Linked DNA regions of Mus musculus: all the other regions are linked to region 1. The links are chromatin contacts, called in public Hi-C and HiChIP or PLAC-seq maps. All regions are on one chromosome and are shown on one strand. Each heading gives the region's core, a stretch centred on a gene start, on an enhancer-like site or on the middle of the called end of the contact. The rest is flanking DNA. Distances are from core to core; before and after follow the strand shown. Region 1 has its middle 27 kb from the start of 1700016C15Rik. Region 2 overlaps Sdccag8 (serologically defined colon cancer antigen 8). Region 3 overlaps Sdccag8 (serologically defined colon cancer antigen 8). Region 4 overlaps Sdccag8 (serologically defined colon cancer antigen 8). Region 5 overlaps Efcab2 (EF-hand calcium binding domain 2). Region 6 overlaps Akt3 (thymoma viral proto-oncogene 3). Region 7 overlaps Sdccag8 (serologically defined colon cancer antigen 8).

Region 1 (3,008 bases), core at 60-2,559:
GTGCTTTTACTGGGTATTATCCAAGAAGGCTTGGAAATCTATAGCATGAATACAGTGTGTTTTTCATTTGGAATCTTATAGATGTATTACACATATTGCTCCTTAGCCCTGTAGAGTGTGCCAGCGGTCATATTCTTCCACCTTTAAGGGGGTTCTGGGGACTGAACTTAGTCAGGCTTGTGCCACAAGCACCTTCACCTGCTGAGTCATCTATCCATCTTTGAAAACTTTCTTAAGAAAGTGTTAGTCATTAGGAAGGAAGCAGAACTAATGGTAAACTTTCCATGACTCAGTGACTCAGGGAAAACTGCTCAGCGTACTCCATTTTTGGAAGGAGAGAGAAACAAATTATGTAATATTACAACAATGAATACTTAAATCCTGTTCTCTAGCGGCTGCTGGCAGAAGTGACTGGGGACTCAGAGGAAGGCCAAAGCCATCCTCATAGAGGTTTCTATTTTCCCTATTCATTTGCTCCTTGGAGTATTGTGAATCCCAGGGCCATTAGGGGAAAACCTGTGCAGACCAGCAGGGCAGGCTCTGACAATCCCAAGACAATCTCTCTCTCTCTCTCTCTCTCTCTCTCTCTCTCTCTCTCTCTCTCTCTCTCTCTCTCTCTCTCCTCTCTCTCGTCCCTGTGTCAAATGCATCCCTTTGTCTCCGAGTCATCTTTCCTTACAGAGCTACTGACTCTCAAGTCTGTTGTAGACTGTTGTAGCCACAGATTCGATGGCTGGATGAGAGACAGGGATGCCTCCTGCTCGTCCTGGAAATTTCATTACTGACTTGTCTGGCTCCCAAGGGAGGGCTTTCAAGCAAGCTTGGGCTGGTCCAGAGTTTCTGAATTTGAGGCTGGTTGCCTCTAGGTGGCAGCAATGTCCCATTTTCTGCCGCCACTGCTGCTCGGATTCGTTTCTCTCCCACCCTGTTAATTTGAGAAACTAGTGCTCAAGGGACTCTTCCAAGAGATCTTTCTTCTGTGCCCAGGCAGACTCGAGGCTTCTTGTGGTTTGCTGCCCGAGTGGAGACCCACATTTTTCGGAGTCAGCAAAGGGTGGGAAGACAGGCTAGTTGGAAAGAGAAGAGATGGAGCGACTTAGGGAAGAACGGAAGCAAGTGAGGTGGTGGCGAGGAAGGAGCCCCTGCAGGCATCAGTCGCTGACATGGCCTTTGTAGAGGGGCCACTGCGGGTGGGAGCTGCAACGCCTCGCAGAAGCTCCTGGGCTCCCCTTGGTTCATTGCCCAGGGTATAAAACCACAGAGGGAAGCAAGGAGAACTTTACTCTCAATCATGACCTGACGCCAGGCTGCCACACAGGGGCTACTGTGGCTCATTGCAGTTCTTAGATGGCTTCAGGGACAGAGCATAGAACTCTGTGTGACCCTGTGAAAGCCCCCTTCTCACAGGATCCCTTGGAACTTGGAGAGGATTTAGTAAAGTCTTATCCTCCATGCAAGATGTCAGACTAAGGGGGGAACAGGGTCGGTTGGGCTGTCGTCTGCCCCTGCATGCTGAAGATGTGGTAGCCATCTTCCTTAGCATTTTGGGAAGTTTCACTATCAAACGAACTCAAGACCTTAGTAAAACTGGGCTTGCCTAACACTTGTCACTTTAAGATTAGGAAATAGCTTTCTTATTACTTGCAACAATTACTTATTCACCCTGCCCCTTTTTCCTATTTCTAAGAGTAATGTCTCAATGTGTAGGCTAAGATGAGCAGCCGGTCCCCTGTCTCCATCCCTAAGCTGGGGTATTCAGTCCTGTCTCATGTCACACCCCTGTATACTGTATATCATATGCCCTCATGATTCCGATGCTGCCCACATAAGGATGTCCCCTCCAAAGCTCATGTCTAAATTTGGGTCCCTGTGTGACAGGCCTGAGGTGGTGATGTCATCAGTGGTTAGGGAACAGGAGGCATGTATATGTCTATGTTGTTGCTTGCAGCAGCCATGGTGTTCTTTTTCACACAGAGCCTCACTGTAGAGCCTTGACTGACTTGAAGCTTTCTGTGTATACCAGGCGGGCCTTGAATTTACAGTCATCTCCTGCTTCTGCCTCCTGAGGGCTGGGATTTGAGGAGTGAGCCACCACGTCCTGCCGCCAGGCCTCCGGAGTTCTTTTCAGAGCTCTGCACACAGGTGAGGCAGTACTATTGATTTCGCTGTAAAAAAGATTTCATGCAGAGCAGATATGTCTCCGAGCTGGGGTTTATAAGAGGAGGAAAGTATATGGCCCACTGGAATGTGAGTGTCTCAAGAGGGCGCTCGGGGGTGGGGGGGATAAAAGCTGGAGTGTAAATAGATAGATAGATAGATAGATAGATAGATAGATAGATAGATAGATAGATAAATGGAGCTCAGTTTTACTTTACAACGGCCATATCCAGAGTTTTGGTGGGTAGTGAGTTCCTGGAGGACATGAACAAGATTACAGCTGACAGGGTGACACCCTGAGTCCCAGGCTTGCATGGAAAATGAAGATGCTCTCACTGTTAGCAAAAGTTACTGGTTTGTGAGATTCTCAGGAAACCTCTGGGAAAGGAGAAACGTCATACTAAGGTCATAGGTTCTCAGCCTTAAGCATGGTTTATTGCTACCTTAACATCCTTATTTGAGTAACTGTATAGAAAACAGCTTTATTGTCTATATCTATATAAAAGAAGTAGCAGGAGCTGTAGAGGTGGCTCAGCAGTTAAGGTTTCCTGCTGCTCTTAGAGTTTGGTTCCTAGCACCTCTGTTGTGTGAGTCTCGACGACCTCCTGAGCACTAGGGTTACAGGTGGACTCTGGGACCCAAACTCCAGTGTTTTGTCCTCCAGTCCCCATGCTAAAAGTCTCCATTCTCAGGGACTGGAGGCTTCAACAGACCCCAGAGTCCTGAGACATGTTCTTTCCCCATGCTCTCGTCTACCCTGGGGTTCCCTTCTGAGGTGATAGGTCAAGAGGGATCAATGGACCTCTCATGGCACTAGATCAGTCACCACCGGCAGATACTCAGGCAGCAAA
Region 2 (3,245 bases), core at 587-3,086, 690 kb after region 1:
ACAGCCTTGGACAAAGGGAGCTCTTAGAACAGGCCTCTTAGGTGAAGTCTAGTGTGCTCCTCAGTATTAGTGGCAAACAAGGCGCCTAGATGAACTGCTAAGCTGTGTGCTGTTTCAGCTGCTTGGGGAGGTCCCCATGACTTCCCCGTGATTATGTTAGAAATGCAGCCCAGGGTCTTATGTCATTCTCTAAAAACACCCAGCAGCAGGGAGTTAATGACATCGTAGCTGCATATGTTCAAGTTGATTTAAAAAAATATGCAAGTCACTTTGGTTGACAGTGTCTTGTACACAGTTTTGAAAGAATCAGGGCAAACTTTAACAGAGTCAGTTTTTATTTGAAAAATATTTTCTGGGAATGTATCAGTGTTTATTTTTGAGACTGACAATTCGGGTGAAAATCAGGATAAAAACAAAAAAACAACAATTTGGTTGAAATCAAATTGTTTGTTTTCATCTATTTAGAATTCTTTCCAAAAAATCCTGGTTCAGGAGGAGGCTTTGTAAATTATTTTATTTAGTCTATTTTCTGTTCCATTCATAAGACACCATCTGTCTTGCAGGTAGTTAACTGTGTGTGGGCCCTGAAGTCAGCTAGGCAAAGCCCCTGGGCTCTAGAAAGGACAAGATAAGAGTGACCATCTCTAGATCCCCACTTTGTCTCTCCACTCCCCACCAGCCAGTGGGTCTGGGCTACCCTCACTTGAGCTGCCCATCTCCAGACTCAATCCTGTGTGTGCTTCTACTCACAAGCAGGCCTCTCCACCCCTCCCTAGGATTTGCCTCTCATGCTTATTTTCAACTCTATTCAATGAGTCCTTGGATGTAATGAGATAATGTCGATGATCTTGAATATAATCACATATGGCTGCTCGATCCTTGCACAACTTTAAATCAAATTAGAAAGTACATTCTCTGCCAAGAATGCTTAAAAGTCATAGGGCCAACTGATTAACCACTGACACGGCAGCTTCCGACTCTGTTTTCTAAACTGTGAGTGATTCATAAGAAGGGACTCAAAGGGAATCCCTCCCCAGACTGAATGCTGAGGACTGAACAGGCAGGCTGCTCAGGGTGACAGCTATTGCAGGATGCCAGGCAGCTGAAACCAGAGTCATTACCCAGTAAGTAACTCAAGCCCATCTTGATGGAAGAAACAGCCCTCCCACTGGACAGAGCGTTTCTGTTCTCTTCCCTCTCCTAGACCCATCCTCCCCAGGAACAGAATCCACAATTTCCTCGCCAGCTGGCCCCACCCTTCCTGGCCAGATGTTACTCTTTGGGTTTAGGCTTCTGACCCCAACTCTGCTCCAAGCTTTGCCCAGTCAAGCCTTGCCCCTGGGCCCCATGGTCCTTACCCACAAGCCACCTCCACACTACCACTATGGCATCTCTGGCAAGTCAGGCAAGGAGAGAGAACAGGGATCTAGTCCAGCTCTCATATCAGAGTCAGGCTGAGAGGGCTACCGCCAGGGTAAGACCAAGACAGCACGGTCATGTCCACATCCTTCCAGTGTAAGTGAAGAAGTTAGGAAAGCCACCATTTTTAGTCAATCCTGAGGAAGGAGCATACTATAAACCAGCTGGAGGATTACCCTGCACCCTGCATAGTCACTTTCCTACCACATGGCAGCTGTGTAAGCTCTCCAGCCCAAAGTGGCATTGGTACATAGTCACTTACAACCAGGACAGGTTCCCTTCATGGGCAAGAGACTGTGTGTGACTCAAATCTAAACAGAAGCCATTTAGAATAATCAAGGCTTAGAAACAAGGCATTTCCTGTTGGAGGCCACCATTCTTTCTCTGAGCAGGCCAGGGCTTAGGAAATAGAGCCAATCTGAAGGACGTGACTAAGCTCCCAAGCAGCTGTCTGGGTCAGAAAATACCCACTCTCTTTTGCGTTCTGAGCAGACAGAGATTTTCAGAGTTTGACATGCAAAATTAAGCTATTATGCTTAATTCATCCAGGCAGAGAAAATGGAGGCCTTCAGCCACACCACTGCCACACTGGACACAAAGGCATCTATAAGCCTCAGATGCCCAGAAGTCCAGGTGGAGACAGGTCAGAGCACAGCCTTTCCCTCCATAGCGCTGAGGAGCCTCTTCCCCAACCAGATACATACAGTCAGTCAAACTTTGACTTGCTTACTTCAAGGATTCCACATTTAAAAATCAGTTTACAATTCAGGTTTATTTTGGGCAAAAAAATGATTCACATTAGTCCCAGGCCACCAAGTGCCAGCACATGGAGACCAGTGTAACACTTGTGCCAGAGTGGACTGGGTTAGAGACTGTGCAAAGAGCTTGCAAAACCTCCAACTGCTCCCAGCATTTGCAACAGGGAGCCATTACCTCTGCCAAATTTCTTTCGCCGTGGTCATCTTAAAATAACACGCAGGGTAGAATTTCAATATAAAAAAGCCCCATCAGAGATGCTCCAGACAGCAAGGGGTAGACAAGTCATTTGTGTTGCCACTGGCAAAGGAAGACCTTTTTCCTGCAATATTCTTTTAAGTGCAGTGAATTTGGAAATTCTCAAGCTTTTAAAACTCAGGAAAAGGCTTCTAAAAATACGTGTTCCATGTTAAGATCTGTGTGTGCCATAAAAAAAGGGTGGTGATTAGTCCAAAGGCAAAGCTCACCATGCCATAGATCCCAGTCCATCATATGTCACAATAGCCTAGTTACCAAAGGTGGCTCTGGTGACTTTGGACTTTGATGAACCAAATCTCCCTTGGACCTGCCCACAGACCTGGGTTATGACCAAAATCCAGTTCCTCCTCTAGGAGATGGACTCTGCACTGAGCCCTGAGCACAGTAGAGATGGTGGTGTCACTGCTGGCTCCATGGGAACTTCTCAGGAAGGGGAGAGAGTGACCTCAAGTATGGGGCACTTCAGGCTACCAAGTTCCTAAGATCCCACTGAGCAAACCACTACCCTAACATGCCCAGTTCTCTTAATTCTCATGCAGCAGATGAGGACAGAAGCTCAGGAGAGCCATGGATGCCTTGGCCAAGGTTTTCAAACGGAGTTGTTTCTGGCTACAATTCCAAACTAAGAGGTTCTTTCTGTCTTTACAAATTACCCCAATAGCGTATAAATGGAGGTGCCTGGGTTCTGCTTCCAGACATGCCTGGAGTGTCGGGAGCCACCACAACTGGGTGTTTTACACACATTCCAGATAGTGGTCAGTGTATTGTCAGACCCTGCTGACCTGTGCCCTCTAGCCCTCCAGTGCATACTT
Region 3 (2,831 bases), core at 98-2,597, 710 kb after region 1:
AGCCAACTTTTGTCACATCTGAGCCTCAGAGTTAGCTATGAACTAACTTTTCCAGCCACTGGCGATTTTACTGCATGTACAAAGTCCTCTTCTCAGCAACAGAGCACAATGCTTGCCTTGCGATGGCCATGTACTGCCAGTACCCTAGGTCTCAGCGCTCAGTTTATGCTTATTCTGAACTATAAAATAGCATCTGAGCTCTCAGATGAGCCAGGGAATGGCAGGTATGGCCTAACAGTGCAGTGACTTCACTGGTAGAGACTGGAAGACCTACAACAGTGGGAGGGTATGCTCTCATGTGCTCACTATGGCCTCCACAGATTTGTCTATCTCCTGGGATCAGGATGGACACACAGGCCCCTGGGAGTTAGACAGCCTTCCTGCAAAAGGCATTTGTCAAGGCCCTGAGAACTGTAGGACTGAGCCTGGAGCCCTGCGGAGGACAGAGGAACAGCACACGGGAGCAGGGCTGCAACATGACTAATTAATTACCAAATTGGGGGCAGAGAGGAGAGTTCACAGGGGCCTAGAGCCCAGAGAACCCAGCCTTGTAATTAATAGTTGAAAAGTTCTAGTCAATTCTCAGAGTTCGAAGAACATTAAAAGAATACTTGATGCTGCGGGCAGGGAGGAAAGCAGCCGCCGCCCCAGGGCCAATTGCCTCTCCAGCAGCGGCAAGGCTGCTCCCCTGCTCTCAGGACCATTTGTTCCATTACACAATCTCCTGAAGCCATTTAGAGAGAGCTCAAACAACTGCCTGTACCAACGCGACACATGGCTCCCCATTCCGACTCTTTGCTAATCCAGACGCTCCAACCATCTTTCTTTAAGATGCCATATGGTTGGCAGAAGCCTGTAGATCTTCTAGCAGCACATCTGTTTCTGCCTTTCTCCTTCCCTCCATCCCCCAACAAAAGAGGGCTAGGAAGGCAGCCTGAGAGGAGGCTCACTGTGCCCCTGCCTGGCTGGAGGCTCCTCTTACTCACTCTGACACAACAAGGCTTTTAAGGGGATGACCAGGAATTATTTGGGACTCCACCATTTTTAACTGTGGGGCATGGCGATTTTCTTTTTTTTTTTTTCTTTTTTTGACCTATTGATGATTTTAAAACAAAATTTGAAAAATAAAACATAGAGTCTTGTCTCCCAAAAAATTGATTATTTTAAAACCACTTCTGAATGGCCTAGTGGGATTCTTTCAATGCAGTCTTCTACCAACGAGCCTCCTCCCTGGCTTGAGTAGTTTCTTTTCGGTCAAGGAAGACAGACACACTGAGAGGAACAGACCCTGAGCTGGCTTTGTTAGCTAGCATAGCGGCTGTATGCTAATGAGGCAGCTCCACAAGGGGCTTTTTTGGTGTGATGAGCAGAGACTGTTGACACTGTTGCAATCCTGGCTCTCCTGGCCTGTGAGTCCATGGGCTGTCTCCTTGGAATCTGGCCCCCAGTGAGACAGTCTATTCAACTGTCTGATGACTGAAACCTGGCTCTCTGTAACCGTGAACAGTTGAGGGTGGGGGAGAGGGGAGAAAATAGTCTATCAGGCCCACGGTCAGAGACACCAGGGAAACTGGCAGATTTCTTCTGCACAGATACGTAGGACAGATTCACGGCCATGATGAAAGCCTTAGGAACAAAGTACTGATAAGTGCAGGCGAGGGGCACAGTGACCGCCTCTGTTTCTGGGTGCCTGGCACTCAGCAGGTGGGGCTGTCTCAGTGCCACAAGAGGAGCAAACTAAGTGTCTGACCTCCGTGTAATTTGGTTTGGACCTTGTGTTGGCTAACCACACGCAATTCCTCGTGTCTGTGGGAATGTGGTAAAGGCAGGAAGGAAGTGACTATCCTGCTGAGGCCAACGGAGAACACCGGAGAACACCGGAAGGGAGAGGCACGCCTTGGGTGCTGTGCATGCTGTCTGAAGCATGTCTTCCCTTGCCTCGCCCGAGACCACGAGAGACAGGTCCTTATTTCAGTTTGACAGAGGAAGAGACTCATGTTTGGAGGGAGGGAAGGAAACAACATCAATAAAAAAGTCTTTAGCAAACATCTATACGTAGGAAGTTGCCAAACTCCAAGGCCCAACACAGGTCTCACAAGGGATGCTAGGTCTGCTTATGCAGGTAGCATTGTTCATAGGGCCCATACTGTGGGCCAGAGAGCAGTAACACCAACTGGCTAGAACCAGTATGCAGACAGGGGAACCAAACTGTAAATCCATTACTTACAATCTACAACAGGAATAAAAAGTTCTTGTAACTGAAATGTAAAGCATGAGGAATGGCCTGAGAAGCAGAGCTCTGAGACAGGAAGTCAGCAGCATCCGTGCACACAGCCGCAGCATCCATGCACACAGCCGCAGCATCCATGCGCATAGCCGCACAGCCACAGTGTCTGCACACACAGCCACACAGCCACACAGCCACAGCCGGCTGAGCCACCTTGAGGACAGGGTTGAGGGTTCTATCTTTAGAAATGTCTTTGCGGCCTAGGGCTGCATGTTACAGAGAGCAGTGGTTTTTAGTGAGCTGATGTTTAATGCTGTGAAGGAATATGGCTTAGGCACATTACATCAAAGCTATATGTCTTACCATGAAATTCATGAAGTAGATGTGATACTACTCAAAGAAAATATAATAACCCAAACTAGATAACAAGAAGTAAATTCTTCCTCCCATGATGATGATGAACACAGCTGACTACTAGCACTCTTTTGGACTAGTCTCATGGAGATGTAGGTACACAGAATGACAGATTTGCAGGTAAAATCAAATGGACCTCAACTGAAATCTGAGCATGATCCTAAGCAAATTCTTGGAAGACTGATTCTTG
Region 4 (2,960 bases), core at 375-2,874, 750 kb after region 1:
CTCTGTCGGCATGGGCTCCGGCTCATCTCTAGCCAGCACCCAAAATTCCCTAGGTTGTCCCAGAACAGGTTTTAGATCACAGTGCAAACGTGCCTGTAACATTTTAATGTGGATTTTCCAAATGTCTAGGGAGAATACTTACTTCTTTCACTTTGACAAAGAAAAATAAATTGTATCAAAGATATTTAAGTATATTCATTTATCTCCCCCAGCAACCTTGTAAGTATATAAGCTCTCAGTGTACTCCAGAATGTGGAGGGAATGGGTAGCTAAAGTTTATGTTCAACTAAAACCAGCCAGAATGTCTGCCTTGTGCCAATTAAAAACAAAATGGAATTAATTCTTTTGCCTGATGGTTAAAAACAAGCTATAAAAGATGCATGATATGAACCAGGATGTCAGTCTTCATTTTAAAATGGGACATGCCATTCCTAACCCCCGGGGGTTCAAGCACCACTACTTTCACAGTATGGAGTATTCACACTGCTAAGTACTGGGCTGATGGCTACGAAGGCTTCCGAGACAGACACAGTCTTCACTGTCATAATGCGATGTACAGTTTACTTGGGGAGAAATACACACACACACACACACACACACACACACACACACACACCACACCACACGCATGCACACATGCATGCACATGCACACATACGCATACAATTACAATACATTTTCAGAAAGCAGACTTGAAGGAGCCTGAGCAGAAGCAGGCTATGTGGGCCTGGTGAACCCATACTGCACTTCTCTAGTGACTCTTCATGGTTCTAGTCAAATGCCCAGATCTGTAAGTGAAAAAGCACATTTTCAATGCTCTGAATCCATTTGTTTAGTGTGGCCTTCTGAATAACGAAAAAGGCTTACAGAAATTTTAGCAAGGAAAGGGGGAAATATCTTTTTATTATCAACCAAAAAACCCCATGTTTTATTTTTATTAAAGATTTATTATAGTACTTTGAGAATAGCCTGGACCAAAACCACTACATGGATTAAATAATTACTCTGGAGCCTGAATTTCCCCAGTGAGAACTTTTAACCTCAAAGGCCATCAGAAATGACTTAACCCAAGAGCTTGGCACAGAGCACACAGACGTCACAGGTCTTATTACATTATGCTTTGGTCCTTTGGGGATGTATAGGTAGTTTCACATCAGAAGATAATATCCAAATCGAGTGTCAAATGGGCATAAAGGAGAGGGTGAAGTTAGGAACTGGGGGGTGGGGGGAACAAGGCAAGACTGAGGAGAAACGAAAGCATACAAACACGAGCCCTTAACCGCCACTCACTGCCTCTACTGCTATCTTGTGAAGCACAGAACAACTTTGAAACATATAACTCATGGCATGTTCACTACTTGGAAGGCCTGAGCTTTGAAGAACTCAAGAGAATTCTGTATGTTACTATTTGAATCCCTCAGACTCAGAACCAGGTGTTACAGCCTGACCCACTAAGTTGTGAGCGCCACCTTTTTTGGGTTCTGTTTAGCCCTACATATTTTCATCACAGACTTTTGCCCATTAGAAAATGTTACTCATATCTTGCCCAGTTAGTGAAGTTTGCATGAGCTGATAGATCAGCCCCTGTTCCTTAATGTGGGGTGAGCAAGCACTGTGCCGGGGGCTCACAGCTGTCTTCCCCAGCTGTGGGTTCCTCTGCAGCCCAGCCAACCACAGATGGAATGCTGGGTCTATACTGAGCACGAGTATTTTCCTGTGGTTAGCTTCCACCCAGTACAGTTTAATAACTCATCTCATAGATTTACATCGTATTAGCAACTATAGGTAACCTAGAGAGAATTTCGACTATGTGGGAGAGGGTTTAGGGTGTTGCTCGGTGCTGGGCTACTAGACTAGCAAGTATTAGGTCCTGGGCCTCATTTTTAACACCATAAAAATAAGAAATAAAATTAAAAAATGAAATACGTAGGAAAATATGAACAGGTTCTATATAACTACTACATTGTTTTATGTTACAAATGTGAGCATTTGTCATTTGTGGCTTTGGGTGTGGTGTAAATCCTGCAACCAACACCCTGAGGTTGTCAAAGGGTGTGTGTGTGTGTGTGTGTGTGTGTGTGTGTATACGAGCGCATACTTGTGTTTCTCATTCCTGTCATTAAATGTACTTCTAAATCCTATAACCATTCTGCAACATGACTTTAGAGGCACTTTTACAAAGCTGAGGTTTAAGGAGACCGGGCAACATGGTCAAGGTTACATGTACAATAAAATGACTGACAAACCAAGATTCTAATCTGGTTCCTTCTGAATCCCAAAGAGTTCTTTCCTGAACAGTGCTTGTCACCCACAAAGGAACAGGCTGGCACCAGGAGTCAGACCAGCATGTGGAGGATAGCAGCACACCTGTTTTCCCACTCATTTATCACTCATTCAATAAATATGCATTGGGTGCCATCTATGTGTCAGATAGGAAGGAGCATGTTTCGTTTACAAAGTAGCAGTCGGGCCTGAGAGGTACGGAGGTTCAAGTTCACTAGACTAGTATCCTGGGAGGCAGATTAAAGACGGAAAGCAAGGGCCCAGAGACATGTTACAGGTTAGCCCTAGCTCTCGGTCTAACAATTACATCCCAAGAATGTCTACTTTTCTACAGGAATTTAAAGGTTAATTTTCCCTCCCTAGCCTTTGCAATGCTCACCTCTCCTCTCCTTCTCTTTTAAGAGGCAGACTCTTGTTCTGATGCCGAGGCTGGCCTAGGACTCCTCGGCTCAGCTCGGGAAATTCTCCTGCCTTCCCCACTGCAGGTGCATGTGTCTCTATCCAGCAAGCCTGAACTTTCTTTAACAGCAACTATAAATATCACCATGGCTGTAAGAAAGACTCTAGACACTGTGTAACAGCAATACGTAGGCCAAGCCGCTAACTCTCCTACCCACAAGCTATTCAAATGATTATGCTTTTTATTCATATGTAAAAAAAACCTAATTACTTTTGTA
Region 5 (2,905 bases), core at 278-2,777, 760 kb before region 1:
ATCTGATCCCAAGTTGCAGGCAGGGAGAGAAACTGGATCTAGCACAGGTTTCAAAACTCACCTCCATGCCCCTATGACATACCTTCTCCAACAAGGACATACCTCCTAACCTTCCTAAATAGTCTATCAACTGAGAACCAGACATTCAAATAAATGAGCCTATTGGGCCATTCTCATTCAAACCACCACAAATGGCTCCTGTGAAAATGTTTTTCTATTTAACCTCTGTTTCTAAGAAATATCACCAGACAAGCTCTACTGCATGCTGACATTCTCCCACCTCCTCTGGCTCTGGCAGTCCCACCAAGTCTCTTGAATGTCTATAGCTTAGTGTTAGCTTCTTAGAGTATCCACAGGACCACACATGACATCCAAAGGGACATAAAGGATACGGGCAGTGAGATGGCCTTCTAAGTAAGGCTGACTCGTTGCTTTATAGGCCAAAGTGGGATGTAGTGCTGTGGACACAGATTATCTGTCTCTGGAAGTCCAGTGATAAAATTTTTATGAGAGGTAACTGAGAACATGCTATAGAGAGGATCATTCTTGCAGGAACCGACATGTCAGCATCCTGACAAGAAGGGAAGAACAATGTTATAAAGCAGCAGCATTTACAAGTGGTACTGAGGCCTGTGGGAGAAGGAGAAACTGGGGTTTTGTTAAGCAGTTGCTAGATGTTAAGGCCACATGGCTCCCTGGCAGCCTATAAAGAAGCACTTGCCTCTTAGAGTAAAAGGCAGACTCTGTCATACATCAATTAAACAGAAGTGGTATAATTCCATGAAGAGGGGTAATAAATAACTTAGTACTGTTGGATATACAAAATTTTTGATGCATATCTTTATTTTTTAGGACATTTTAAAAACATTAAACCATCACTGATGCTTAATCATCAAAGTCAACTTGCTTGTATTAAGAATCACACTGGAAGACAGGTGATAGTTCAGCAGTTAACAGCTCATAACCAAATATTAGAAATCATCTTGGAAACGCCCCTGTGGGTGTGTCTATCAGAGTGCTTCCAGAAAGGGTTAATCAAAGAAGGAAGACCCACCCTAAGGGTGGGCGGCATCAAAGGGACAAGGAGGCTGGGGGTAATGTGACCAGCTGTCACATGTTCCTGCCACCTTCATCCCCTTCCACGATGGACTCCAACTGTGCACCAAATGAGCCTGTCCTTCCTCAGGCTGTTATTGTTAGGTATTTTGTCACGACAAGAAGAAAAGTAACTTATAGACCATCCTTAGCCAAGGCTTCAAAAACAAACAACAAACAACAAACAACAACAACAACAACAAAACCAGGCTGTGGAAAGGCACATGCACTCCAGTTTAGCATCCCTGAAATAGAAAATGCAACAGTTAAAGAGGCATTTACATCATCTGGCAAAACAGGTTCTTATGGCCAGAGTCCTGGCTGCAAAGGCCTGGCATGTGGCCATGTTAGAGAAACCAAGCTGCAGGCCCCTTTCATGATGCTGACTAGGCAAATTCTCTGGAGGCTCTAGGCGTGCACCCATCCCTTTCTAACAGTAGGTGGCACTGTCGTGCTGCAGAAGACTCACCCTGGGCAACAGGCACCCCTTGGGAACTGCCACATCTCTCCTACAAGGTAGACTGAGAAATTGAGTTAAACTCCAGCATAACCCAGCTGGGGAGGCACTGGGCCTAGCAGGGGAAGAAAGTAAGTGCATGCTGAAGGGAGAAATGAAACCAGCTAGTGTGACTAGGAGGCAAGTGTCATGGTGAACAGAGGGCTAAAATACAAGACTGGGGAAGTAATATTGCCTCAGGTGCTTCCCATGACACAGGGCCCTCCCCTCTGGCAAGGAACCCAAGTGGGAAAGACTTGCTACCAGGGTGGTTCTCAGGGACCTGGAATAAATAACTGATAACTAAACAGCACATGAAACAGAAAGGTCCATTTTCTCCTTAGCATGGACTGACTGGGACAGATATGCATGAGCCAGATTATGTCCCTTGGAAGATGGTAGAGGAACAACATACTGTCCACTCAGGGCATCAGGGACATCAGGGACATGCTGCTGAAAACAGCCTAAGCAGCGCTCAGCTCCAAGATGCTCTCCTTGTCAGGGAAGTGTAACTTTAATTTTTTGAAGTGCCTAGTTTTAAAAAAAAAAGATTTATTTATTTTTATTTATATGAGTACACTGTAGCTGTCTTCAGACACACCAGAAGAGGGCATTGGATCCCATTTAGAGATGGTTATGAGCCACTATGTGGTTGCTGGGAATTGAACGCAGGACCTCTGGAAGAGAAGTCAGTGCTCTTAATCACTGAGCCATCTCTCCAGCCCTGAAGCACCTACTTTAAATGCTTTAACTTCCATTTTAGCCCACCACCCACCAGAGGTAGTGGGAAAGAAAGGATACAGGGAAAATAGACCTATTTAGAAAGGTTCTTTGGAGCAACTTCCATCTGTGTTGTCTGGAAATCAGTTCAGTTCACAAGTTAGCAGTGGCAGCTTGATCCACTCGCAAACACCTCAGGGATACATCGGCAGTCCAGTTCGGTAGAGTTGGGATAGCAAACATGAATCAGAAGAGTAGCACTACACAGCAGAGACAGCCAGGCCTCAACCTTGGCACAAGTCAGCAGCAGGAGGGACCAGCAGGAATGCCAGAAGTTCTTGGCTATATCTCACTCGAAGATGAGAGATCCACAAGCATTGCATACTAGTTCTATAAACAAGCCTAGCTCTGCCTCCATCACTGTCTGTCGAGTCCTATGTATGCCCTCCAAACATCACGTGACCTCAGCATGCGTGTCTGTCTCAGCTGACATCACTCTGCTAATCAGCCCAAGTCCACAAAAGCAGCAAGAAACTGCAGCACACCACCAGAAGTTTTTTGGCTCATTTCTCTCTATGGAGTCCTGACAAATGT
Region 6 (2,879 bases), core at 95-2,594, 640 kb after region 1:
TGTGTACCGTGATCTCAAGGTAAAAAAAAAAAGTAATGAAAATTGGTTTTTTGCAGAGACTGTAGGGACAAACGAAGTAATTACAAAGTTACACAGTTTTGAGACAAGTACTTAGGAATGTTGTTTGCTGTAGTTGGTCTGAAATTTCACTCACTTATACGTAAGTGGCTTTTTAATGATTGTGGTTTTTGCTATATAAAAGTTCTCTTGACTATGTAACACAAATTTACCAAGAGTAGTTTTTTTTCTGTAAATGCCCTAATTATAGAAATGGAGTCATTATTATATGAGAAATGCAAGCTCATTATTATTTGCAAACATTATAAAATGTTTATGGAAAAGCTTCAATAACAAGGTTATTGGGAGGAAAATATCTATTTTCATTGTAGTGTTACCTTTTTGATGGGATCGTTTTCCTCAATTATTTATCTATAAACTTGGTAGTTTGCTTAGTTTTTCGTTTGTCAGAACCCAGTATTGGTTGTATTGGTAAAAGAAGCCTGGCCATCTCTGAGCTCTTGTGAGTACCCCTTAGGAGAGCCAGAATCCCCTGAAAGGCCACGTGATAAACACTTTAGTCTGTTCTGCCTGTCGAGGTATTTATTGGAACCATACTGCTCTGCCATTGAAAGGTAAAGGCAGCCCTAGTCATTATGTAAGCCAATATGTGTGGCTTATGTCTACAAATCTTTACTTAAGAAGCAGTCAGTGGTTTAGATTTGGTTTATATACTATAGTTTACTGCTCCCTTCAGGAGATCCTGTAAGCAAATCGTAATTCTCATGATACAGTCATGAGTAAGGTTGACTTTGTTAAGGATTCTGATCATGGCATATTTTCAAAAACAGATTCTTATTATAGCATCTTCTTTAAAATGTAAATTCTAGGGCTGGGAACACAGCTCAGTGACAGGCACTTGCCCAGTTTAAGTCTGACACCCAGTTCCATCTCAGGACATAGGCAGCTAGTTCTGGGGTTAGGATAGGGAAGCTTGAAGTGGCAGTCCACCTGTCTTCCCACCCACTTGAAACAGTCAGCATATTTGTTTTTTATTAGGTTCTTATATCTCTGTCTCCTTCCTAATCCTTATCCCACCCTGATCTCTTCCAACACTCAGCATTACATAGGAGGGAAAGGATAGAGTGGAAAGGGGATGTAGACCTCTGTAGGCCTGCCCCACTCCCAGCATCTCATTGGCTCTCAGGTAGCCAGATGTGATGCTGTCTTTTTCTCATTGGCTCACTCCATTGCCTGATCCAGCTTCAGTGGTCTCTGGCCATGCAGGCAGATTCTAGGTTGGCTAAGGGAGGAAGTAGCAGTAGTGCATTGCAGCTGGGCTACTTGGCTAAGTTCCTCCTACAGAAACCAAAACTCTCACTATAGAACACTGAAGTATAATCACAGATGTGAGGCTGCCCTAGGCAATGTAGTGAGACTCTGCCTCAAAATATAAATATAGAACTGGAAGCTAGCTCTATGGATAAAGTGCTTGCTGTGCAAGCAAGAGAACTTGAGTTCTGACTTCAGTAACACATAAAATCCAAGGGTGGTCACAGATGTCTGTACATCTAGCACTCACAGTGAAGACAAGTGGGCCCTGGGGGGTTTCTGGCCGGCAGTTTAACCCAAATGGCAAGGTTTAAGTTCAGTGATGTCTCATAAAGTAGGTTGGAGAAGTGATTGAGGTAGAAATCCCAGTATCAGTCAGTCTCTGGCTTCAACATGTTCTCACAGGTACACTAAGTACAAATTAACCAAGTGATTATATTTAGATTGGTTACTCTTAGACCTTGAAATGGTAGAATTCAGCTTCTTAATAGGAGTCTCCCCATAACAAACATGTGTTCATACATATACTGCATGCAAATACCAAATGTATGACTTTTAACCTAGTTGGCTTGCTTACTATGGGTTGAAACATCAGTACTTATGGAAAAATTAAAATCATATGGTAATGCTCACCTGTTAAAATTTGATGATTGCCATATTGATCACATACCTAGTTCTTTTAAAATATAATTTGATTATTAAAAAATCAAGTAATTAAAATTTTTATGGAATTCCATTTTATATGAAATTAGATATATATCTAAGAAATCATGATTATCCCCTTATTCCTGTCTTATTCATATGAAACCATTTGTAACTCTTAATTTTTATCTAATTATGTAAGCAGGTACCTAGCTTGTTTAAAAATGTTCCTATCACTCTTTTTTTTATTTTTTAAACAGTCCAGTTGTTACCTACCTCCCAGTCTACCCTCTGGCTTTTCCTCATCCCATGCCTCTTTTCTCCCACCCCTGTCTCCAAGAGGATGTCCCCATCCCACTAGACCTCCCCACTCCCTGGGGCCTCAAGTCTCTTCTCTCACTGAGGCCAGACTAGGCAGTCCTCTGCTATATATATATGTTGGGGGCCTTATATCAGCTGGTGTATGCTGTCTAATTGTCTAGATGTGTCTGAGGGATCTAGGCGGTCCAGGTTAGTTGAGACTGCTGGTCTTCCTATGGGATCACCCCCCTCCTCAGCTTCTTCCAGCTTTTCTCTAATTCAACCACAGGGGTCCCAGGCTTTAGTCCATTGGTTGGTTGTAAGTATCTGTATCTGACTCTTTCAGCTGCTTGTTGGGCCTCTCAGAGGGCATCCATGCTAGGCTCCTGTCTATAAGCACACCATAGCAAATAGTGTCAGGCCTTGGAGCCTCCCCTTGAACTGAATTCCAATTTGGGCCAGTCACTGAACCTTCTTTTCCATTAGTCTGCTCTTTTCTTTTCTTTTCTTTTCTTTTCTTTTCTTTTCTTTTCTTTTCTCTTTTCTTTTCTTTTCTTTTCTTTTCTTTTCTTTCTCTCTCTTTCTCTTCTTTCTCTCTCCCCCCTCTC
Region 7 (2,800 bases), core at 34-2,533, 870 kb after region 1:
TGAGGTAATAATTTCTCTAGAGAAGCTGGCTACAGACCACGGATTGCAGGCCCTTGATAGAAATATTATTATTCTTTAGAAATAAGTGCTTGTCTTCTACAGATCACTTTTGAAAACTTGAATAGTATTTAACCAATTTTTTAAATCCTTAAAACCATTGAAAACTTCTTATTTACTTACTGTAGGAAATATTAGTACAGAAACTGACCCAGAAACTTTCTACTTATAAGTCCTATCCTAGATCTTTAAGTTAGTGCCAAAAATCTCTAATAAGTAACATATTTTTTTATATTATACTTTTTAGCTACAGAGAACGCTTTTCTGACAGGAAACTTTCATGGGGGTTAAACTATGATTTTAAAAGATGATTGATGCATACTGTGAATAGTTTTAGTTTTAATAATACCATTACCATTCCTCTATAACATCTAGGTAATGAACCCACCCAGAAGTTTCAAATCTTGGGGGCTTGCCTGCAAGTGCAGAGAGAGAATTGAGGAACACAGTTCTTTCTTTTCTGGGAGAAACCTCTGGGCATTATGGTTTGGTTCAATGCAAGCATCTCTTACTAATTTATACAAACAGGGAACAAAACATGAGCTTAGGTAACTGCATTCAAGGGGGTCAAGACAGCCTGGGCTCCAGTTCTTGCTTCACCATTTTGTAGCTCTGTGACAGAGAGTCAGTTACTTAACTACTACATATTTTAACTTTCTCCTCTTAAACACAAATAGTAGCACTTGCCTTGCATGGCTATTGTGAAACTGAAATAATACAAGGAAAATAACAGGCTTGATGCAGTGCCTGATACATACCCATGCAGTCAGAACAAATGGTAATTACTATATATTATTGCAGTCTTTTACAGAAGAGGATAGTGTGACACTAGGAAATCTAAGTTCAAATTAACCTAAAGCACTGCTGAGATTTAGTATGAATATCTGAGTCACTAAAAAAGCCTATTTTTCCTTGAGGAAGATAATATTCCTAACTCACCAACATTTAAGATATGCTAAAAAGTTTTATTCATATTAATTTCAACACTGTATCAAGAAAGCACTGGAGAAAGACCTGTTTACCTACCCAAGCAAGCAGCAAGCACAACTGTGCAACAACAGTGATGTCACAGAGGCTAAAGGGCTGGCCAGTACACCTACTACAGTTATTCCCGGGTTTGCATGCCTTTCACTACACGGGAATGAGTAAGATCGACATCATAGCCCCTAGAACCTTGTCTTGTCTACGATTATGACTGTAGTTTCCTTTTGGCAAATCCTCTTTGCTCAGACTGAAAGGCAGATGTGCTGCGACCATCGCTTCCTTCCCTGCTCATGCCCCCTGCCTCTTACTCACTCGTCTGCCTGATTTCCTCTCTCACTTCACTTCCTCTTCTTCCCACTTCTTTGTCACTGTATAAATATTGAGGCGATGAATAATTGACTCACTGCTCCATGATTATATACTTACAAGAACAGCACAGGACTATTTTTCTAAGGAGCTATATCCAAGGACTTTTTATTGGATGATACCTTTTTTTTTTCAATTTGACATCAAAATTATAAGCACTAAGGTGGAATGTTTAACCACCAATATTAGTAATCTTATAAAGCTTCAAAATAATTTTATATAAAGGAGTAAGTAGCTTGTCACAAATGTAAATGTCAGCACAGAAAACAAACCGAATACTAATCATCAGCCCACTGATGAGTTTTCAAAGTCAACACAACCAGATGCTTCTGAACAGCCAACACACACACACACACACACACACACACACACACACACACACACAGACCTCAAGGACCAGAAAGGAAATGCTGGGTCCGTCTAGGGGAAGTAAGCTACAAAACCAAAATCAGATGACACTTAACTACATCATCAAGACTCTCACATATTATTCTTCATAGATATGATTTACTAATGATGCCTACATCTAGAAACCACAAAGTCTATGACAAAGTAAGCTGCAACCACAAACATCAGAACTGCCCCATGGAAGGTAGAGTTTGTATAACTTGCAGGGGTCTTTAGACTCTACAGAATCTAAACGGTCTCTAGAGAGTCTAAAGAGCATTGATCCATTCTTCAAAGTCTGGGCCGATGACACTAGAGACAAGAGGCAGCCTGAGGCTCACATTCCTAGGATCTAACCAGACCAGAAAAATCTTGGGGACTCTCAGGGGATGGAGCCCAGGAACTCTCATTGTAGACCCTGACAAGGGTAAAGCTTCTCAAATCACCATTAAAGGAACTAATTACTATGAGCAAGGCTGATCACACTACTTAGTAAATACCAGGACAAACAAACGGTGCAGACACAGAACAGAATCTTGATTCTCAGACTCACAGGCCAGGGTTCTTCCTACCACACAGTGCTGCTCATCTAAGATGTTAGAGCTCAAGAGAAATGCAGAGAAAGTCAACAGATCGGGGTGAGATGCTGAAGCATTCCTAGACTGGCTCAGTGCCTCCTATGTGACACATTCCCTCCTTGCTGGTTCCTCCTTCCATATGGAAGACACCGGGGACCTCCAGGCCCAGGTTCTGTCACCTGAAGACCCACTCCACCACAGCTGAGTCTAACTATTAAAGCACCATGCAAATCTGAGCATGGCATTCTCACCAAATGGAACAAGTATGTCCAAATTATGGATTATGGGACATATGCACCCCAGAACAGCTTTCAGTGTAATGTAGCCCAACACCAAATCATTGACTTATTTAAAGTACCATGAGTTAGTTAGCTTGTGGGGTTTTTTTTCTTTACAACTCAACTTCATAGTTCTTGAGTATGAACTTC

Evidence for each region. HiChIP or PLAC-seq counts read pairs in DNA pulled down with a chosen protein or histone mark. A called contact is a pair of places that touch in the nucleus more often than the background predicts.
Region 2: a contact with region 1 is called in an H3K27ac HiChIP or PLAC-seq map of embryonic fibroblasts, with 7 times the contacts expected there. The contact joins two enhancer-like sites. A contact is called at or near these places in 2 of 15 datasets of contacts at CTCF or cohesin (large pre-B cells and pro-B cells), 14 of 484 Hi-C or Micro-C datasets (B cells, the HL-1 cell line, bone marrow-derived macrophages and 10 more) and 8 of 115 datasets of contacts at active chromatin or transcription factors (bone marrow-derived macrophages, embryonic basal ganglia, embryonic fibroblasts and 5 more).
Region 3: an H3K27ac HiChIP or PLAC-seq map of acute myeloid leukemia shows a contact between it and region 1, with 4 times the contacts expected there. The contact joins two enhancer-like sites. A contact is called at or near these places in 2 of 39 promoter capture datasets (the C10 cell line and pre-B cells), 2 of 15 datasets of contacts at CTCF or cohesin (large pre-B cells and pro-B cells), 24 of 484 Hi-C or Micro-C datasets (B cells, the C10 cell line, the HPC-7 cell line and 16 more), 16 of 115 datasets of contacts at active chromatin or transcription factors (the 230-238 cell line, SST interneurons, acute myeloid leukemia and 10 more) and 2 of 9 other capture datasets (embryonic stem cells and liver).
Region 4: a contact with region 1 is called in a RAD21 HiChIP or PLAC-seq map of pro-B cells, with 27 times the contacts expected there. The contact joins two enhancer-like sites. A contact is called at or near these places in 9 of 39 promoter capture datasets (the 3T3-L1 cell line, the C10 cell line, the HPC-7 cell line and 6 more), 2 of 15 datasets of contacts at CTCF or cohesin (large pre-B cells and pro-B cells), 5 of 484 Hi-C or Micro-C datasets (the HPC-7 cell line, bone marrow-derived macrophages, cerebral cortex and 2 more), 5 of 115 datasets of contacts at active chromatin or transcription factors (bone marrow-derived macrophages, embryonic basal ganglia, embryonic forebrain and 2 more) and 1 of 9 other capture datasets (embryonic stem cells).
Region 5: a contact with region 1 is called in a Hi-C map of cerebellum, with 2.7 times the contacts expected there. The contact joins two enhancer-like sites. A contact is called at or near these places in 6 of 484 Hi-C or Micro-C datasets (cerebellum, cerebral cortex, cortical neurons and 3 more) and 1 of 115 datasets of contacts at active chromatin or transcription factors (the NIH/3T3 cell line).
Region 6: a RAD21 HiChIP or PLAC-seq map of pro-B cells shows a contact between it and region 1, with 11 times the contacts expected there. The contact joins two enhancer-like sites. A contact is called at or near these places in 2 of 15 datasets of contacts at CTCF or cohesin (large pre-B cells and pro-B cells), 2 of 484 Hi-C or Micro-C datasets (the AtT-20 cell line and uterus), 6 of 115 datasets of contacts at active chromatin or transcription factors (the 230-238 cell line, the NIH/3T3 cell line, bone marrow-derived macrophages and 3 more) and 1 of 9 other capture datasets (embryonic stem cells).
Region 7: a FOXA1 HiChIP or PLAC-seq map of pancreatic cancer cells shows a contact between it and region 1. The contact joins two enhancer-like sites. A contact is called at or near these places in 1 of 15 datasets of contacts at CTCF or cohesin (the NIH/3T3 cell line), 2 of 484 Hi-C or Micro-C datasets (bone marrow-derived macrophages and embryonic fibroblasts), 10 of 115 datasets of contacts at active chromatin or transcription factors (bone marrow-derived macrophages, embryonic basal ganglia, embryonic fibroblasts and 6 more) and 2 of 9 other capture datasets (bone marrow-derived macrophages and embryonic stem cells).

Annotation. Positions count from the first base shown.
Region 1 is chr1:177,700,897-177,703,904 of GRCm38.p6, reverse strand. No RefSeq gene overlaps it. Among named protein-coding and RNA genes, the nearest start is that of 1700016C15Rik, 27 kb to the left of the region's middle. Within about 2 kb of position 1,309, at least 191 of the 459 cell types and tissues checked have an H3K27ac peak or open chromatin away from gene starts, as enhancers often do. A contact at or near this core is called in the HL-1 cell line, the NIH/3T3 cell line, acute myeloid leukemia and 16 more, where this site is marked.
Region 2 is chr1:177,013,027-177,016,271 of GRCm38.p6, reverse strand. The region is part of intron 17 of Sdccag8 (serologically defined colon cancer antigen 8); the gene reads right to left. Among named protein-coding and RNA genes, the nearest start is that of Gm15423, 74 kb to the right of the region's middle. Within about 2 kb of position 1,836, at least 111 of the 459 cell types and tissues checked have an H3K27ac peak or open chromatin away from gene starts, as enhancers often do. A contact at or near this core is called in the HL-1 cell line, cerebellum, cerebral cortex and 5 more, where this site is marked.
Region 3 is chr1:176,992,872-176,995,702 of GRCm38.p6, reverse strand. The region is part of intron 16 of Sdccag8 (serologically defined colon cancer antigen 8); the gene reads right to left. Among named protein-coding and RNA genes, the nearest start is that of Gm15423, 53 kb to the right of the region's middle. Within about 2 kb of position 1,347, at least 147 of the 459 cell types and tissues checked have an H3K27ac peak or open chromatin away from gene starts, as enhancers often do. A contact at or near this core is called in acute myeloid leukemia, brain, cerebellum and 6 more, where this site is marked.
Region 4 is chr1:176,948,940-176,951,899 of GRCm38.p6, reverse strand. The region is part of intron 15 of Sdccag8 (serologically defined colon cancer antigen 8); the gene reads right to left. Among named protein-coding and RNA genes, the nearest start is that of Gm15423, 9.4 kb to the right of the region's middle. Within about 2 kb of position 1,624, at least 43 of the 459 cell types and tissues checked have an H3K27ac peak or open chromatin away from gene starts, as enhancers often do. A contact at or near this core is called in cerebral cortex, cortical neurons and pro-B cells, where this site is marked.
Region 5 is chr1:178,462,538-178,465,442 of GRCm38.p6, reverse strand. The region is part of intron 3 of Efcab2 (EF-hand calcium binding domain 2); the gene reads right to left. Among named protein-coding and RNA genes, the nearest start is that of Gm31289, 40 kb to the left of the region's middle. Within about 2 kb of position 1,527, at least 28 of the 459 cell types and tissues checked have an H3K27ac peak or open chromatin away from gene starts, as enhancers often do. A contact at or near this core is called in cerebellum, where this site is marked.
Region 6 is chr1:177,064,351-177,067,229 of GRCm38.p6, reverse strand. Akt3 (thymoma viral proto-oncogene 3) reads left to right here. Exons shown (of 13, transcript NM_011785.4): 8 at 1-19. Among named protein-coding and RNA genes, the nearest start is that of Gm15423, 120 kb to the right of the region's middle. Within about 2 kb of position 1,344, at least 22 of the 459 cell types and tissues checked have an H3K27ac peak or open chromatin away from gene starts, as enhancers often do. A contact at or near this core is called in pro-B cells, where this site is marked.
Region 7 is chr1:176,831,289-176,834,088 of GRCm38.p6, reverse strand. The region is part of intron 5 of Sdccag8 (serologically defined colon cancer antigen 8); the gene reads right to left. Among named protein-coding and RNA genes, the nearest start is that of Sdccag8, 18 kb to the right of the region's middle. Within about 2 kb of position 1,283, at least 77 of the 459 cell types and tissues checked have an H3K27ac peak or open chromatin away from gene starts, as enhancers often do. A contact at or near this core is called in the NIH/3T3 cell line, bone marrow-derived macrophages, embryonic fibroblasts and 2 more, where this site is marked.